Regions from separate parts of the Sus scrofa genome. Here region 2 is linked to region 1. The links are chromatin contacts, called in public Hi-C maps. All regions are on one chromosome and are shown on one strand. The core of a region is the stretch at or near the end of the contact, and the rest is flanking DNA. Distances in the headings are between cores, read along the strand shown.

Region 1 (6,203 bases), core at 159-2,658:
AGCCATGTTTGCTGCCAGGCACTGCAGTGTAAATAAATTCCTTCTTCTCTCTGACATCAGTGTGAATCTGGAAGGAGCCAGTTCAGATTGTTAACTCCCTTTCTTTCTATTTGTAAACTCTTCCCTTCCATCTTGGGGTCATTTAAAATTGTTCATAACCACCAAGGAGGTGGTAATGTTTTCCATCTTGTGTGTTTTGCTGCTCCCCCCCCACCCCCGCCTCCTTTTCCCTCTTCCTTCTGGTTGCAAACAAGGCATGCTAATGAACGGCAGTGTAAAATTTAACCCTTTCTATAAAGTTAAAATTATATATTTTTTTTACTAGCTGAAGAAATCAGTACTATCTTATTTCAAACATGATCATAAAAAGTCTTTTAAATATTGAAAATCCATTTGTTTCAGAAGCCTCAGAGGCAGTCAACATGTTTTCTGCAATTCTTTAGGTAAACAAGGAAATTGCCTGGATTATTTTACTTGGGATTGTGCTCTTGGCAAAGCACTGTGTGAGGGAGAGAGGGGGTAGAAAGATCTGCTCTGGTGGAGTATCTGCTTGCTACATTTTGAATGCTGGAAAATTAGAAATGTGTGTATTTTAAAATGGTGTTTCTGATATCTCTTGCTTATAGGCGATGGGTGTGTTAAGAAGTGTTTTCATTTTTAAAATAAACTGTCTTCCATCCCTTCCCTTTGCTTTCACATATCCAGCTCAATACAATTTCCAAATGTCAGTTCAGCACAGTGCAATGATCTATGAAGCAGACATGCAGTGCCTAGAGGAATATTTAGGTGCCAGGGTTTTTTGGTGAGAACTTCAGGTCACTCTTGGGAAAGCTACAGTAACTCTTCAATGTATTCAAATATATCTACTTGTATGCTTGAAACAGTTACTATTCTAAAGGTTTAAATACTAAAAACTTAGAGGATATAAATTAAGTGGGGCCTATTTTATTTTCATATTGAAAAGGAATAAATGTGTATGACCTTTTGTTTTTGTTTTATACTTGTAATTGGGGTAATCCAAACTTTAATCCATCATATTGATATTGAAACTCTTCTCTAATACCAGAAAAGCTTCTTAAATTGTAATATGATGGACTCAAACCAGTTGTACTACATATTGATGTAATCTATCAATGCATCATTCTTTGAGGTTGTCATATAGAAGTTTAGGATGTGTTCTTGATCTATTGAAAAAATTAAATTGAATATTGTTAGAATGTTACTTTGAGAGAGTACTTTTAGTATAGAGGTCAGATTTACAACTTGGAGTATTTTGATTTGATAATATTCATCCTGAATTTTAAAAAAATCTTAGGAGGAAAAGTTCCATTCAGATGAGATCGGGCACGTTCAGGGTGGTATGGTCATAGACAGGAAAAGTTCCATTCAAAAAAGCCCTTCAGGAGTTCCCGTTGTGGCTCAGCAGAAATGAATCTGACTAGCATTTGTGAGTACACAGGTTTGACCCCTGGCCTCGCTCAGGGTTAAGGATCCGATGTTGCTGTCAGCTGTGGTTTAAGTTGCAGACACTGCCCTGGTCTGGCATTGCTGTGGCTGTGTTGTAGGCCAGCGGCTACATCTCTGATTTGACTCCTAGCGTGAGAATCTCCATATGCCACAGGTGTGCCCCCCCAAAAGCCATTCAGTCTGCTTTTTTGGAATTTATGGAGATTTCATTTTTATATCTCTTGCTTAATTGACATGTTATTTGTAATTAATTTGTAAGTGAACTATCAGTGCCACACATTTTTAGGAAAATGAGAAATTGTATATTAAAATAAGACTATTGGAAGCTTGAATTACTAAAAAAAAAAAAAAAAAAAAAAAAAGGAATATTCCTATGTATTCAGCATTTTGTAGAGATAAAGTTCACCTGCCCAAAGAACCTCAGTATTCAGGTTCCTTGGCTAGTAGTCATTGAATGAAAAAGGCTATTCTAGTTAGATGATACTTAATTAAACCCGGACTTTGCTCTGATTATCATGTCCGTCAGCTTACGTGTTACTTAGGATAGCTTTCTTTTTTTTTTTTTTTTTTTAACTTTAATTAAATAGATATGCTCTTTCTTATACTGATCAGATTGAATGAGTTTCGGGTAAAGGAAATTGGTTGCCTTTAGGGTTGGTCATCCTTGAATGAACTGTCAATGTCTTGAGTCAATTGTCTGATTCTAAAAACACTCAGTTTCTGGAATTTATAATGATGTTTATAATAATGATAGTAATACCTGCTAATAGTTGTTGCCCTCTTACAGTGTGCTACGCTGAGTGCCTTATATGGATGATTTCCTTTTATCCTCCCGACAGTTATGTGGGGTTAGTACTATTACGTCCTTTTCACAGATGGAGAAATTGAGGCTAAACATCTTAACATCACAGAGATGGTAAACAGCAAAACCAATATATGAACCCAGGTCTTTTCTAATTATAAAACTTGGACCAGCAGACGTTTACTTTTACTTTCTTTTAAAAATTCATAAAATAGTACATGTTTATTATTTAAAAATTTTAAAAATATTGTAAAAAGCAATGAGTTTTTTTTTTTTAAAGTGAACATCCTGTTCTCCATTAATAACCATTTTGAAGTTTCTTGTGTGTCCTCCTAGAAAATTCTGTACATATATATGTACATGTCTCTTAAAATACAAATTGGGTCATATTATATGCATTTTTGTTTCTTTCTCTCTTTCTCTCTTTTTCTTTCTTTCATTTTAGGGCCGCACCTGTGGCATATGGAAGTTCCCAGGCTAGGGGTCGAATTGGAGCTCCAGCTGCTAGCCTACACCACAGCAGTGCTGGATACGAGCTGCATCTGTGACTTATGCCACAACTTGCGGCAATGCCTTATCCTTAACCCACTGAGCCAGGCCAGGGATTGAACCTGCATCCTTGTGGATAATATGTCTTAACCCTCTGAGCCACAATGGGAACTCTGAGTTTTTGTTTTTAATAGTTACCTGGGACATCCTTTTAAATGAACACATATGGGTTTATAGCTTTTTAAAGGATCATATAGTATTCCATTATTTGGAATATTGATTAATATTAAGTTGCTATCAGGTTTTTGCTATTATAAATAATACAGCAGGTCCTGAATTAAGTGCCTAATAATTATTTAAATAGAAGAGGTAGAGTCCAACTACTTTATTTTATTAGAGAAATCACCGAGACCCCAAGAAGTTAAGTCCAAGGCTTTGATGACAAACCTATTACCCAACTTTATACCACATCACATTATTTCATTATTATGACAGTATCTGCACTTTCTATGAGAGCTGAAGGTGAGGGGCTACTCAAGTTTAGGCACATTTAGTATAATGAGCATGAGGGGATTAAGTTGCAATTAGGCAAAGGCTCTTGCTTCTCTTTTTCCATTCTTTGTTCACCATGTTGTACATACAACATATACACAAGTATTTTTACCTACATAAAGGAATCTTGTCCATGTATCTTAAAATTTGCGTTTGGATAGTACAGTGGTTTTGGCAGAATTTTTCCTGTTTTAATAAAATTATTGGTGAAATAAAAAGATAAGAGGTTCATCATGATCCTGGAAAAGAACTTGGAAAGAAAATTGAGCCACTGGTGAGTTTTAAAAAAATACTTAATTGAAACAAGTTTTTAAAAATCTTAGGTACCAGTGACTACTTTTTTGTGATTATTTTTAGTTACTTTTTACTATCAAGAAGAAAATTAGTAACCATGGATACTTATTCTTTGAGTTCTTTTAAAACAAAGAATTCTGTTTTAGACACTTAAAAAATTAAAATCATTAAAGCTTCTTAAGTGTTTAGAATTAGGTATCCACAAAATCTGTTTTTTTGGTGCAATGCTGTTTTTATTTTTACTTAAAAAAGGGTCTGGAGTTCCCGTCGTGGCGCAGTGGTTAACGAATCCGACTAGGAACCATGAGGTCGCGGGTTCGGTCCCTGCCCTTGCTCAGTGGGTTAAAGATCCGGCGTTGCCGTGAGCTGTGGTGTAGGTTGCAGACGCGGCTCGGATCCCGCGTTGCTGTGGCTCTGGCGTAGGCTGGTGGCTACAGCTCGATTCAACCCCTAGCCTGGGAATCTCCATATGCCGCGGGAGCGGCCCAAGAAATAGCAACAACAACAACAACAAAAAGACAAAAGACAAAAAAAAAAAAAAAAAAAAAAAAAAAGGGTCTATTATTTTTTGAAAGTGCAACTAAGATGATTTATTACTTTGTTAATAAACAACAACATGTCCAGCATTTGAATTTTTAAATGAACGGAGAGCTTTATTTCTGCAGGCTAATCTTTAATAAATGCTAATTAAGGTAAATTTAAGAAAGTGATTATACTACCTAACACATTTGTTAAATACTCAGAGGCTTTTGGTTTTTTGTTTTATTTGTGGGTTGTTTTTATTATTGACAGTACTACTTAGTAAGTACTCTTAAACACTTCTGTGCTATGTTGCACCAATACAGGGTGGCATGAAAAGAAAGAAAAAGACATATTTAAGGTTTTATGATTTAGAGAATGTTCAGTTTTTACTAGATGGATGTGTGTTGTTATTCCTAAAGTACAACTGCTTATTGACAAGATTTTGAGTTTTAAAACCTCTTTGATAAATGATTCTTGGCTTATTTTTAGATGTGGATCTGTATTATCATTGACTGATCTACAATGAGATCGTTTTTTTCCTACTAGGTTCCCTTTTTCATCATACAGTTTTTTCAATATAGATTTAGGACTATATTGAGGATAAAGTGAAGAGGAAAATGAAAAAAATTTTATATTCATATGGTTTTCATTTTAACCATATACATATATGAATTAATATCTAATAATACCTTGCACTTTCGTGATACCTGAGATGTTTGATAGAATATCCACATGGTAACTCAATGTGTGTGTATGTGTGTGAAGTTGGAAAGTGCAAGAATCATTCAACTCAGTTTAAATAAGTAGGTTTTTTTGTTGTTGGGGTTTTTTGTTTTTTTTTTTTGGTCTTTTTAGGGCCACACCTGAGGCATATGGACGTTCCCAGGCCAGGGGTCGAATCGGAGCTGAAACTGCCCGCCACAGTCGTAGCCATAATGGATCAGAGCCACGTCTGTGACCGACACCACAGCTCACGGCAATGCCAGGTCCTTAACCCACTGATCGAGGTCAGTGATTGAGGCTGGGGATCGATCGAACCCAAGTCCTCATGGATGCTAGTTGGGTTCCCTAACCAATGAGCCACGACAGGAACTCCATAAATAGGTATTTTAAATTTAGGCATTGTGTGACTTCCTGGTATTTTGTGGGTAAAACAAAATTTAGTTCAACAAATTAATTTGAGATTCAGCAAATTAAGAAATCTCACATGAAGGCTTGCCTCGTGGCATTTTTGCCATTGCCAAGACGGTGTTATGTCTAGCGAGTCTTGTGTTACTAATAATTTCTTAAGACTCTCTTTGGAGTCATAAAGCTGTGCGTAAAAAACAAACCATTAAAAAAAGGTTTGTTTTAAAAACTTTTAAATTGTAAAACATGACATATTAAAAAAAAGCATAAAACCTAAATATGACATATAAAGAAAAGCATAAAAACAAATAATTAGAAAGCGAACATGGTTCAGTCAGGTAATAAACCCTTTAAGAAAAGCTGCAGAGACAGCCTCATTGGTTTCACTGGTATTGCCTTGGTAGTAGATGGACTTTAGGATAATACTATACTGAAAAGTAAGCTGAAAGATTAACCATGAGGGGTCAGCATGTGTGAAAAACTGAATTACTGGTTTTTATTTGTCATTATCAAAAAAGTTTTTAGGAGTTCCCATCGTGGCTCAGTGGTTAACGAATCCGACTAGGAACCATGAGGTTGCGGGTTCAATCCCTGGCCTTGCTCAGTGGGTTAAGGATCTGGCATTGCTGTGAGCTGTGGTGTAGTTTGCAGATGCGGCTCGGATCCCGCGTGGCTGCGGCTGTGGCATAGGCTGGAAGCAAAAGCTCTGATTAGACCTCTAGCCTGGGAACCTCCATATGCCGCAGGAGCAGCCCTAGAAAAGGCAAAAAGAGAAAAAAAAAAAAAAAAAAAAAAGACATTGGAATTCCCGTCGTGGCGCAGTGGTTAACGAATCCAACTAGGAACCATGAGGTTGCGGGTTCGATCCCTGCCCTTGCTCAGTGGGTTAACGATCTGGCATTGCCATGAGCTGTGGTGTAGGTTGCTCTGGCGTAGGCCGGTGGCTACA
Region 2 (6,535 bases), core at 303-2,802, 53 kb after region 1:
GAGGGCGTGGGTTCATGAGAAGCGGGTCCGAGAGTATAAAGGTCATAAACAGTATGAGGAGCTCCTGGCTGAGGCGACCAGACAAGCCAGCAATCACTCTGAGAAACAGAAGGTAACCAGCAACGTATCGACATTGTCAACTGAATGTGGATTTTAAAGGTCTTAATAATTTAGGAGAGCTTTTCATACTTGAATCCAGACAGAATGATTAATTTTACTCCTCTAAGTGCAATTTTAATAATTTATTATAAATGTGTTAATAAGCTTTATATGTCATATAAACAATGCTAAAACACCATTGAAAACTTTATCTGTGGAGTTTCTGTCATGGCTCAGCTGTGGCTGTGGCATAGGCCATAGGCCAGAGGCTACAGCTCCGATTCAACCCCAGCCTGGGAACTTCCATATACGTGGGCCCTATAAAAGCAAAAAGGAAAAAAAAAGAGAGAAAACTTTATCTTCGCAACACAACTTTAGATTCTCTTTTGAATTAAATTCAAATGTGCCTTGTCTAGTAGATGTGAGTGAAATGTGGATTTTGTCAGGGATTTTTATTCTTTTTCCTATTTCAGCATCTTTCCCTATCTCCCTTTTATTCTTATTTAGCAAAATTATTTCATGAAAGTTTTAAAAATTTAGTGAGCGCTTACTGTGAGGCTCTGTTTTAAGCATTATACATGTATATAAATCCATTTAATTGTCATAACATCAGTTAGATAGATACCAGTATTCCTGTTTCTACTGATGAAGTAGTTGAGGCACAGAAAGCCCAAGTAGCTGGTTCCACCAGGGTCACCCCAGTGATGGAACCATATGTGTTTGATGAAGTGGTAGATGTATTAAGAGTTTTGACACGTACTCTAGATAACCTGTCTGGTTGAGATTTCTTAAGTGAGCTAATTTAGTGTGGGCCTCATGTGATTCAGAAATTTGTCATATTTTTACACTAAGCTGAATATTATCACAGAGAATTATGGCTAATTTTATCAGCCTTAACATTTTACAGATCTAAGTATCAGTCTTCAACATACAGTGTACTATCTCGTGGCTTCATCAGCTAATTTCTGGCTGCCTCAGTTTAACCCCCTGGATAATTCCTTATTGCTTTGGTCATCTCACATACCTTTATTCAGAATTTTCTTATCTGTCCTGACAATCCAGAGTCTTCTGATAAGGACTATGGAAACTGATTATTTTTTCCCTCCTCCATTCCTGTTCTCCTGACATGTCAACTTGTGTGTGTTTCTCAGGGCTCTCCTTTCTCTGCATTTGCCCTGTTTGCATTCTCCACAGACTGGCAATGAAGCTTGAAAAGCTGGCTCTCTGCCATTGGCTTAGCTTTGTGGGGTCTCTGTAGCACCTTTGAGCTAAAGGGTGTTTTTGTTTTTGTTTTGTCTTTTCTTAGGGCTGCAGCTGCCAGCCTATGCCACAGCCACAGCAATGCCGGATCCTTAACCCACTGAGCCAGACCAGGGATCGAACCCACATCCTCACGGATGCTAGTTAGATCCTTAACCCATTGATCCACAACAGGAACTCCAAAGGGTGTCCTTTTTAATGTTTCTTTGGCGACTGAAAGCAATCATTTCTTTAGCCTTTCTTCTCTCTGCCGTCATTATTACTAGTTTTGTACCTGTATGATATGAGAAGGATGGCTCCCTCTTTGAGGGACTTGTCCAACTCATGGCCAACAAAGAGGCATTTATTCTTAGAGAGTGGACCTGCACGTCCTTGGTAGGATCAAGGATCCCTCAGAGTTAAGGGGTCAGGACATTTCCTTATTTGACTGAAGAGCCTGAAAGTGTTTATGCTTACCTGCAAAGGTGATAAGATCACATGGGAAATGCATCTTGGTATGAATGTTGGATGAGAATATTTTCTAAAATGCCTGTGTCTTTTTTTTTTTTTAAGATCCGGAAACCCCGGCCTCAGAGGGAACGTGCCCAGTGGGATATCGGCATTGCCCATGCAGAGAAAGCGCTGAAAATGACCCGGGAGGAGAGGATAGAACAGTATACTTTCATCTATATTGACAAACAGCCTGAGGAGGCTTTGTCCCAAGCAAAAAAGAATGTTGCCTCCAAAGCTGACGTTAAAAAAATCCGAAGACCAAGATCCGTGCTGAATACTCAGCCAGAACAGACCAATGCAGGGGAGGTGGCCTCCTCACTATCAAGTACTGAAATTCGGAGACAAAGCCAGAGGCGGCACACGAGCGTGGAAGAGGAGGAACCACCTCCTGTTAAAATAGCCTGGAAGACGGCAGCAGCAAGGAAGTCCTTACCAGCTTCCATTACGATGCACAAAGGGAGCCTGGATTTGCAGAAGTGTAACATGTCACCAGTTGTGAAAATTGAACAAGTGTTTGCTCTTCAGAATGCTACCGGAGATGGGAAATTTATTGATCAATTTGTTTATTCAACGAAGGTACCTCCTTTTTTCATAGGTTTTTGCAGGGGATCATAAGTATCTAATAAGTGGTCAACCTAGGCACTTTTAAAAAACCTAAACAACACAAGGTTGCAATTTAAATACCCTTTGTATTTAAACTGCATTCAGAATGTACGTTTACTTTAAGATGGGGGCAGAAAAGACATAGGCAAAAAAGCCTTTGTTTTTCTTCTCTTTTTCCCCCTCTTTTGTAATATTCCCATCTGTACTAGATTAATCTTGAGCTCTGCAGCCAAAATTGAGCTCAGCTCCCTAAAGTCATGGGAAAAAACTGGGCATTTTGCCTGTTTCTAGTTTGTACAGTTAGTTTTTCTTAGTTGCAAAGTATGCTTCTTGTAAAATCATTTGTCAGTTATGTGAATTAACCACTGTAATCATGGTACCTGCTGATCTGTTTGGTTGCACCAGCAATTCTGTCAGGCTCACGCTGGCTTGGGATTGCTAATTCATTTTAGAGAAATATCAGGACTCTGTTTATTTTGTAACAATGAACTGTGGTGATAGCTTTAGGAGTGAAAGTAGCCTCTTCAAACTGAATGCCTTCATCAGCCAGCCCTGGAAGTCCATTGAGGGCACTTATACTTTAGCTTTAAGACTTGAAAACTCTTTATGGAGTTCCCTGGTGGCCTATTGGTTGAGGACTGGGCGTTGTTACTGCCATGGTTGGGGTTTGATCCCTGGCCTGGGAACTTCCAAATGCCATAGGCATGCCAAAAAAAAAAAAAAAAAAAAAAGGACTTGGAGTTCCTGTGGTGGTGCAGGGGAAATGAATCCGACTAGGAACCAATGAGGTTGTGGGTTCGATCCCTGGCCTCACTCAGTGGGTTAAGGATCTGGCGTTTCAGGGAGCTGTGGTGTAGTCCACAGATTCAGCTTGGATCTGGCATTGTTGCAGCTGTGGCACAGCCTGGCAGCTACAGCTCCAATTGGACCCCTAGCATAGAAACCTCTGTATGCTGCAGGTGCGGCCCCCCCAAAAAGACAAAAGACAAAACAAACAAAAAAAGACTTTACAGGAGTTCCTGCTGTGGCACAACAGGATCAGCAGTATCTTGGGAGCACTGGGATGCAGGTTTGACCCCCCTACCCAGCACAGTGGGTTAAGGTTCCTGCATTGCTACAGCTGTGGCTTGGATCTGATCCCTGGCCTGGGAACTTCATATGCTGCAGGGCAGCCAAAAACAAACAAAAAGACCTTACAACTTTATTGATAACATTTGTAATTTTTAGTCCATATACCTCTTCACTATCCTCCCAGCCCATTCCACGACTGTGGGCTTGTGAATTCAGTTTAGTGGCACCTCATAGGTATGTACTTCTTTTAAAGAATTCTTTGCTTACTTCCTAACATTGTCATATGCACATTAAAGCATTTGAATATAGGTGCACCTCATTAGTGCTGTATTTTCCTGAAGAAAAGTGTCAGGGCCCTCTGTTATTAACCTGTTTCTGCCGATAGGTTCAGCTGATTTCAGTAAGGCTAAGCTACTTGGAAAAACTAGAGTTACGGAGTCCCTGATTGGTTCTGTTGATAGCTTTGAATAGCAAATGAATACTTTGCATCTTGTTTGAATGCAAATTGGCCTCATTCTTGGAGCGAGTTTTTTATCTGCTTTTGGATACACAAATCAAACTTTGTTACCCCTTCCAAAGAGTGCTATTTAAATGAAATTTGAAATAAAACCAATCTTAAAAATGAAGGCTTTAAAAATACGTATACTATATTTATAAATCACTCCTTTATTTCACTGCATTAAAAATACCTAAAATGAGACCGAACTGTAATTGTACCTGCCTTCTATCTGCTCCAAATTGCTTACTGGGTGCACATTTTGGGCACCGTGAATGGCATGCTTCTGTAATTGAGGAATATTCTTGTCTTTCAGAGATGCATTGACATTTTTGTCTGTGTAGTAGGTACTTTTCCAAATGAGTGACTGTAGTTCTCTTATTGGGATATGGCTCAAGGGAAAGACGATTCAGACCAGAAAATATTTTGGTTTTGACAGAAAGGTGATATAGATTAATTTTTTAGTGATTTTCACCATCTGGCCTTAGCAAGTAGTTACTTTCCCCACATGATCTCATTGTACATTTTAGAATACATCCTGATGACTTAATAAAATTGTTCTGTTAATGGCTAAGATAGTACATTAACTGCAATCAAAGGCCATATAAAATCTAAGCACATCATGATCACCTTAATCTGTCTTTATAAGCCAATGATGCCATTTGCCTGGTACTCACCTATTTTTAAATTTGACTTATTTTGAAGGGAATTGGTAACAAAACGGAGATAAGTGTCAGGGGACAAGACAGACTTATAATTTCTACACCAAACCAGAGAAATGAAAAGGCAACTCAGAATATGTCATCTCCTGAAGCAACATCTGGTCCTACAGGTGGGTATGAATGAAGAGAGTACATAGGTCCACTTAAGAGGTCTTGGTTCTACCCAGTTAGCACATGGCAGCTGTGTTGCTGAGAAACCTTTGGTTATCAAATTATGTTTAAAAAATCAAACTATAGAAGCACCTATTTCAATAGTAAAGGACGGTTTAGGGGGTAGAGAGTTTTAGTCATAGTAACAGGAATAGTTGTTTTTCCTATAGGAATTTAAACAGGGTTCTATAATGAAAAGACTATAGTTATAAAATCTCTGTGTATCTGAGTAGATGCACCATTTGATGGTCATTCTTCATGAGAATAACAACGTTCCTTTTCTAGCACTATTAACACATTCTTACTGTTTCTCCTTTATCCTCTGTTGGACACAAATTGGTGGATGCTCTCACGGTTTCCATCATTCTTAGGTGTGCTACATGTTAGTAGCTGAGGGGCTCAGGTCTAACTCTCCTCTTATAATCTTCTCTGATTAACAGATACTATGAATTGAAAATCAAGCTACATTATTCTCGCTTAAAGGAGAAATGCCTATAGTCAGTAAGATTGTGCTTTTGAAATAGTCAAAGTAATTTTAATTGAGACTGACTTTTATTAAGGATTTTATAGCTTAATTGAGTGTCTGGTGGGTTTTGGTTTATATAGCAGTAGTACTACGAATCTGACCAGTATTCATGAGGACCCAGGTTGGATCTCTGGCCTCACTCAGTGGGGTTAAGGATCTGGTGTTACTGTGAGCTGTGGTGTAGGTCACAGATGTGGCTCAGATCTGGCATGACTGAGTCTGAGTGTGGTGTAGACCAGCAGCTACAGCTCTAATTTGACCCCTAGTCTAGGAACCTCCATATGCTGCAGGTGCAGCCCTAAAAAGAGACCAAAAAAAGAGTTAAGATATTAGCTAGCTTGGTCATTTGAAATCTTAAAAGACAGGAGTTTGTTTCACTTTGTTCCTTTAAAAACTTTTTTGGGGGAGTTCCTGTTGTGACTCAGCAATAGCAAACCTGACTAGTATCCATGAGGATGTGGATTCAATCCCTGGCCTTGATTAGTGGGTTAAAGGATCCGTGTTGCCATGAGCTGTGGTGTAGGTCACAGACATGGCTCGGATCTCATGTGGCTGTGGCTGTGGCTGTGGCATAGGCCAGTGGCTACAGCTCCAATTCGACCCCTAGCCTGGGAACTTCCATATGCCAAGGGTGCGGCCCTAAAAAGGAAAAAAAAAAAAAAAAAAATGGGGTGGGAGTTCCCATTGCAGTTCAGCGGGTTAAAGACCAAATGTTGTCTCTGTGAAGATGTAGGTTTGATCCGTGGCCTTACTCAGTGGGTTAAGGATCTAGCATTGCCTCAGTCTGCAGCATGGGTTGCAGCTGTAGATCCTATTTGACTCCTGGCCTGAGAACTTCCATATGCCACAGGTTAAAAAAAAAAAAATACACACACACACACACACACACAAATCTAAGAAGTGACCAAATAATTTGTTAGAAGGAGTAACGTCTGGAGACCTGAGGTCGTAATCGTGAATCAATAATAACTCAGGCAAACCTGTAACTGAATGGTATATAAGGGGTAAATATCTTTGTAAGGGAAATTTGAGTAAGATTTTTCTTATAAAATGTAAATAAAAACAATCATTTTTCAGGAAAGAATTTGGGGTGGGGTAGCTTTCTTTAAAAAAAAA

The links. A called contact is a pair of places that touch in the nucleus more often than the background predicts.
Region 2: a Hi-C map of retroperitoneal adipose tissue shows a contact between it and region 1, with 2.1 times the contacts expected there. The contact joins two enhancer-like sites. A contact is called at or near these places in 1 of 5 promoter capture datasets (liver), 9 of 47 Hi-C or Micro-C datasets (adipocytes, blood, brain and 5 more) and 2 of 2 datasets of contacts at active chromatin or transcription factors (alveolar macrophages and skeletal muscle).

The regions. Positions count from the first base shown.
Region 1 is chr15:48,137,768-48,143,970 of Sscrofa11.1, forward strand. All of the region lies in intron 1 of NSD3 (histone-lysine N-methyltransferase NSD3), which reads left to right. Among named protein-coding and RNA genes, the nearest start is that of LETM2, 8.4 kb to the left of the region's middle. Within about 2 kb of position 1,409, at least 1 of the 83 cell types and tissues checked has an H3K27ac peak or open chromatin away from gene starts, as enhancers often do. A contact at or near this core is called in retroperitoneal adipose tissue, where this site is marked.
Region 2 is chr15:48,190,344-48,196,878 of Sscrofa11.1, forward strand. It overlaps NSD3 (histone-lysine N-methyltransferase NSD3), which reads left to right. Exons shown (of 24, transcript XM_021075908.1): 5 at 1-112; 6 at 1,912-2,427; 7 at 4,727-4,853. Among named protein-coding and RNA genes, the nearest start is that of PLPP5, 52 kb to the right of the region's middle. Within about 2 kb of position 1,553, at least 5 of the 83 cell types and tissues checked have an H3K27ac peak or open chromatin away from gene starts, as enhancers often do. A contact at or near this core is called in retroperitoneal adipose tissue, where this site is marked.